Linked DNA regions of Mus musculus: region 1 is linked to region 2. A link is a contact called in public Hi-C data. All regions are on one chromosome and are shown on one strand. The core of a region is the stretch at or near the end of the contact, and the rest is flanking DNA. Distances in the headings are between cores, read along the strand shown.

The links. A called contact is a pair of places that touch in the nucleus more often than the background predicts.
Region 1: a contact with region 2 is called in a Hi-C map of bone marrow-derived macrophages, with 30 read pairs. The contact joins two enhancer-like sites. A contact is called at or near these places in 2 of 15 datasets of contacts at CTCF or cohesin (the NIH/3T3 cell line and large pre-B cells), 2 of 484 Hi-C or Micro-C datasets (bone marrow-derived macrophages and nephron progenitors) and 4 of 115 datasets of contacts at active chromatin or transcription factors (SST interneurons, embryonic stem cells and pancreatic cancer cells).

The regions. Positions count from the first base shown.
Region 1 is chr10:67,759,348-67,762,838 of GRCm38.p6, forward strand. The region is part of intron 1 of Gm40681 (a long non-coding RNA gene); the gene reads right to left. Among named protein-coding and RNA genes, the nearest start is that of Gm40681, 17 kb to the right of the region's middle. Within about 2 kb of position 1,279, at least 38 of the 459 cell types and tissues checked have an H3K27ac peak or open chromatin away from gene starts, as enhancers often do. A contact at or near this core is called in bone marrow-derived macrophages, where this site is marked.
Region 2 is chr10:67,485,749-67,488,920 of GRCm38.p6, forward strand. No RefSeq gene overlaps it. Among named protein-coding and RNA genes, the nearest start is that of Gm51825, 4.8 kb to the left of the region's middle. Within about 2 kb of position 1,868, at least 50 of the 459 cell types and tissues checked have an H3K27ac peak or open chromatin away from gene starts, as enhancers often do. A contact at or near this core is called in bone marrow-derived macrophages, where this site is marked.

The DNA of each region.
Region 1 (3,491 bases), core at 29-2,528, 270 kb after region 2:
TAAGATGGACACAGTCTGTAACACCAATGCCTTGACTATAGCAGTGAGTGGCAGAGACGCCCAAGGTACACAGAACATGGCCAGCACTAAACAGTCTTCAGGATTGTTTAAGTCACTCTGTAACCAACACAGCCTTCAGACCTCTTTTTCTCTGGCCCACAGAATGGATAGACGTTGATTAGATAATGATTTATTAGGTACAGATTCAGTAGCTTGCTGTAAATGCCATTTCTCAGTGTATTATAGATAACCAGACACCATGCTACCTGAGGCTATAGCACACACTTGCAAATTCAGGAAGTGTGCATGCCTTGCTTTAATGCTAATGCCTCATTACCTAACAGGTAGGAAGGGCTAACTCTTGGTTAAGTATTTTTGAACACATACACACACAGAAAGACAGACAGGCAACACACAGACACACAAACACACAGACACACATATACACATACACATACACATACACATACACATACACATACACATACACATACATATACATATGTGTGTACATATATATATATATATATATATATATATATATATATATATATCATGCATGCACATATACACACACAGAAACACACACACATAGAGACAGAAATACACACGCACATACCCCACACACAGAGAAATATACGTGTGCACACACACACTTTGGCATAACAGCCTTTTTAATTGAGCATCTTCACGAGAAGGAGTTCACAACTGTCTGTTTCTATTAAGATTTTTCTGTTGATTGTTGGCATTTAATTTGACTATAGAATCCAAATCTATTCCTCATCAGGTTTTAAAATCCTCATTCAACTTCTCCATATAGAGAAAACACTAGTCCAAACTTGACAATAATAATAATAATAATAATAATAATAATAATAGCAAGATTCTCAATCATGTTCCATTGTTGTGGAGCCTGCTAGCATGCACACACATATGCTGGCACTTTTGTGGTGTGATTGGAGCCTCTGGTGACTTGGAATGTAAGTTCCTCAGACAATCGTTCAACCATCACGGCTTCAACCCTTTGGATCCTGAAGAGCTTTCCACAGCTCCCACATATTTCTGACTTGACGGCACTCATAGGCAGCAGCCGCCTCTGTTTTTAATTGGCCCTTTGGTGAGGATGAAGCTGGGCAGGATTAACAGTCACAGGCTGGATCCTGAAGGGGGAGATGTGTTTGGAGGATGGGGGTCACAGAAATCGAGCCTCACCTACTACATACAGCAGAAGGCCAGACACAGCCCAGGTCCACACCCAGCCTCTCCTCCTCAGGATGTTGCTCAACATCCCTTGGGGGAAGGGATGGGGGTGGAGGACAGGCAGTGGCTAATTTAACATAATCAACATGTAATAAACTCCATTTTGCTTTTAAAGTAACAAAAAGAGAAGGAAAAAAAATCCCTTAGTGTAGTTTCTAGACTTTTCAGTCGTAGCAGGAAATGGTGCCAGGGGAAGTTGAATTTGCAAGGCCCCACTCAGCTGGAACGCCTCCCACCCCCACCCCCATCTTCTCCAGATTGAAGATCTTCAATTCCAATTTCAGTATCTCTCCTTTCTCTCTCCCCCTCTTCCACCCCTCCCCCTCTTCCTTTCCTGTTTCTCCCTCTCCTTTTTCTTCCCCGTCCCCCTCCCCCCTTTTATTATGATCTTCTTGGAGTTCCAGTAAAAAGTAATAAATCCTCTCTTGGGGCAGGGGAGGGGTGCAGGATCGCATTTTGCTTGTGACCCCTGGTGATATCCTCACCTCTTAAAAAAGGGGGGGGGGTTCATGGGTCCAAGTTAGTCATCTCTGTTCCTTAGCCAGTCGGATGTATTAAGTTGTCATCTTCATAATTCTTATGTCACCAAAAACCTTCCATGGGCTCAGGAGAAGGGAGCTTCTTTCTGAGACCCTTGAGGTCATGGTAATTAAATCCAGTCAAACTCTCTGCCAGGCACAGTGCAAAATGAACTGGACTCCACATCACACAGAGAATCGGGTTTGTTATAAGAGATGTGGGTCCCGTCATGCCTCCTCCTTCCAAGTCCTAGAACACAGCTCCTTACACTATAGATCAAATCACTAAACACGGAGGTCACGAAAAGCCAAGGAAACCGTAAAAGGGAAGGGTTTCTGAACTCACTGACAACCGAAAATTAATTCCGTATCAAACCCACAAGCAAACCAAGGTGCGTCACATGATTTCGCCACAGCACACGGTTCAGAGCCCTGCTCCCAGCACGGCTCCCGGGACACATTAAGGAACACTGCACAGAATATCTCAGCTCAGGTTCAAGTCCACTCTGCTGTTTTAATGTGCATATCATTTTCTATTCTTATAGTAACATTTCCTGGCCAAACAAACAAATAAACCAACCTTAATATTTTCCCACCAGCATAACTTAGAATGTATCAAATCAGCTTGTCTTTGAGTTGTATTATGTGATAACATTTAATTCAGAAAAAAAAGAAAAAACTACTGTTCTAAGTTGCTGGCTGGCTTTAGTTTTGTGAAAACAAGTTTTCAATGAATTTTGGCTTGAGATTAGGGTACAATTGAAAACAATGTCTGAAAGGACCCTGATCATATGTCTGCCACTTTTGTAGTATGAATTTATGCGGGGTGGTATTCTCAGCATTGAAGATTATGAAGTCAAATGACCTATGAACTCTGAAAAACACTGAAGATGCTCTATAGAAATACTCTGCGGTATCAGACATTCAGCCAAGATTTAGTCCTTTATGTAAAAATAGACATACATGTTCACCAAGTTGGTATGCAAATTTGCTTTCATGTTTAATGAGTGGCAAAATTCTATATGTATCAAATAACAGTTTTAAATTAAATTGCTTATTTAGTTAGTAAATAAATTCTGATTATCATGCCCATTTTCTATGCCCATGTACCTGAGTTCATATAAACATTTCTTAAATGGAAGCCTTCTTGGTCTAGAATATTAACTCTGTGGCAGCCACCCAGCCAGATGTTGCCACATGTAGGGAAGAAGGCATAGCTCTGCTCTGGAAGGACTCAAAGTCTGACTAGGGGAAGCAAGTTCCATCTTGCTTCATAACGTCATTCACAAGCTCAGTTCTTCAAGCAACACACAATTCGTTCTCCCACGGATTTCCTTTCAAGCAGAATCAAAATTTATTTAGACACGTTTTGAATATAGATCTTTTACATACGAGTCAATAGAGGGACACTCATGGAGAGGATAAGAAAGGTCCATATGTAGGTATTGGTTTCTCAAGGGAGTTATTCTCCAATGGCTTCGCTGGACAGATCATCTTGGTCCAGCTTCCTTGGGTGTCCCTGAATCAAGGTGTCTCACGAGACTGCAGTCAAGACATTAGCCAAGACTCTCATCCTCCAAGACTAAGATGAGGCTGAAGAGTGTGTTTTGAGATTATGTGAATGCCTCACTCTGTGGGCCTCTCTATAGACAGCCTAACTGTGCTCTTGACATGAGAGGACTGACCCAAGAGAGAAGTAGATGGTGCCCAGCA
Region 2 (3,172 bases), core at 618-3,117:
TCTACCTCCTGTTCATAGGTTTCCAGTCTTAAACTTATGGATGGTTCTATTTTCTTTTTCTTTCTCCCTCTCTCTCCTTCCTCCCCACCCCCTTGAACCCCATCCTAGCTCAGGATGGCCTTGAATTTGCTAAGCACCTGCGGATAACCTTGAACTTCCGATCCTCCTGCCTCCCCCTCCTGAGTGCTGGGATTACAGATGTGACTCACCTAGCCTGGTTTTATGAAGTGTTGGAATTTGTTTCAGATTACCTTAATAGTATTGACACTAGCCTGATGGGTTATAGGTCAAGTACCCAAGGTTAGGGTTAACACACAACCTATAAAGTACATCAGTGTGAGCCAAAAGGTTGTAAACCATACTTCTCGCTGATTGTGAGTTGTAGCCCAAGGGTACCACTTATTGTCTAGCTCCCGTGCACCATACATTGCTGCAAAGACTGTGTGCATTTTAATTCATTTGCTCTTCATAACAGTTCACCGAGTTGGATTCAGTTACTGCCCTCACATTACAGAGGAGGAAACTGATACACAAAGAGGTTACAAGATGTGCTAGTGGAGTTGAAACTGTAACTTTGACACATTGGTTTCCAAGCATGTTGGGTATTCCATTCTTTAAACCGAAACTCAGTGAGTCTTTCAGGTCTGGACCCATTTACCTGTCTGTAATGGGGCTGGCTCTCCAAGGCTAGCCATCCTTTTCAGATCCAAGTCTACACACTGTTCCCAAATTAAACCTGGAGGGATCCTTCGGTTCCTTTCTCCCAAGCATCCCAGTTCTGCCCTCGTGAGAAAAGTGTATAGGGTTTACATGGACTTGGAAGTCATCCAGAAGAACAAGGGTCAGGCCAGAGTCACTCTCAATGAGTGAATGCAGATGAGCTTGGCAGGGCGGGATCACTGGGATCCGGGTTGATGAATGAATTACTGAACAGGCCTCGGAGACATCTGTAAGTGTCTTCTAAGGGTCTGCTATTATGTGAGTTGTAGACTGGTTAAGATGTGGAGATTAGTTTTTCTCAAAGAAGCAGGAAGCTGATACCTATCATAACGTTTCCGTGGAAGCATCTATCGGGATGGAGTAGAGATCTACCAGACATGTAGCTGTGGGGAATGCTTAGTATAGGAGCTGGTTCCCAGACTCCAGGCTTCTCAACCAGCCTCCTCCACTGTAGAGTCCACAAGTCACTGCTGCAGAGGAGGCTGGAATTAGAAAGTAGAGCCGTGTTATGCTGGATGGAAGCTAGGGATTTTGATGGACTGTTCTGTTGGGGGTCTGAGATGGTAGAGCATTGGCAACAGCGAAAGCAAAGAAGGAAAATGGCCTTTAATGACACTGTATGGCAAGTCCAGCCTACACACTTTGGCACGAATTTTTATTATATTTATCTATTTGTGTATGTGCGCATGTGTGTAGGTGAGTGCATACCATTGCAAGTGTGAAGGTCAGAGGACAACTTACAGTTGTTGCTCTTCTGCTTCCTGGATATAATGTAGGTACCAGAAGCCACTCAGGTTGTCAGGGTTGGCAGCAAGCACCTTTATCCACTGAGCCATCCTAAGTGTCTGGGGCTGGATCTTGAAAACCCTTAAAGACCGTAGGCTTAATCTCCTAAGTTGTGGAATCTGATGATGATGCCAAAACCAGGTTGTGTGACATGACCAAATCCTTAGTTTGGGACAGATAGGAGGAGAAAAACTAGGGAAAGTGATTAGTAGGTGCCAAGGATAGCCTGGATGAGACATGATAGCCTGGCTAGCCAAGCAGGACTATGGTCTGCCCTCCACACAAGAACCTGGTATACCTGCTACAGAGAACTAAAGAGATGAAGCACTTCCATGACTTCCTTTCCCATGAGGTGGCTGCACACAGTCAATGATTGACAGATCTGGGCAGGATGAGTCATGACGTAGTCAGCAACACTCTGTGCCAGCCCTATGCCAACTGTTTTACATAAACTTCTCTGTAAACCTCACAACAGCACGGTGAGACAGCTGGTGTATTTTACAGATGAGGAAAAGAGAGTCGCAAAGAAATGAAGCACCTCACCTTCAGATCGGAAGTTCATGGCACAGTGGAACTGCAGATGTGGCGATCTGATACGAGAGTTCACGCTCTCTGCCAGGAAGCTGTACTATTTTGCCAGAGTGAGGTGCTTCCTTGAGAACCAATCTTCTTATTCATGCATGCACAGAGTTTTGCATCCTTACTATAATCATCAAGTTTCATGCCCTACTCTTCCTAAAATGTTTTGCTATGCCATATGGCATCTTCCTGTGGAATGGGGAATTACTTTTGTCACGCTGGAAACGGGTGGTAGGTTTCTTCAAGCCCTAATAGGCCTCCCTTCCGATATCTTCATTTCCAGGGTCAGCCCCAGATCTGGGAATTTTCCCTTGGAAATGACATTAGTCTACTGTGTTCACTGAATGCCCTCATTGGTCCCTGGAGGTCTTGTGACTTGTAAGGAAGACTGTAGCAAATATTTTGAGGCATGGAGTATTTGCTAGGCCTAGGGTTATTTGCATGGATGGAATCTCTGGAGGCAGACTTACCACTGGATGGAAGTCATGCTGCAGTTCTTAATTTCTTTCGCCAAATTGTGCAAAATTTGGAAAAAAAAATATTTGCCGTTCATGGTCACACACTGCCACATTCAAAGAATGAAATTATCAGTTTCAGTGCAGCCTGGCTCTTAGTGGGCATTGCTGTCTTATTAATTGTTCTTATTAATTGCTCTTATTTCAAAAAGTTAGAACAACACATGCTACTCAATTTAGATCTACATTTGCTAGGTGGTGTCTTTTCCTGTATCCTTACTGAATAAATGTATTAGCATTTTCAGTTTGTGACTATCTGCTTGCTCACTTCATCTGCCTTTCCACAGAGCTCTATGAGTCATTTCCTAGGTTGACTACCCAGATATGGGGCAGACACAGGGCATGGGTGCACAAGGAAGGGAGGCAAATTAGGGATTGAGGAAATCTACCTCCAGTTAACCAACATGACCAAAATACATTCCCCATGTACAGCCCACCTTAGTGTGATATTCTGGATGGCGATAAAATCATCTCCCCTTTTCTCAGATAATAATGAGTCCTCCATTAAGTAGATAGTTAATACACAGAAGCATTTAGGCATCAGGATAGATATTCTACTTTAGGAAGACACT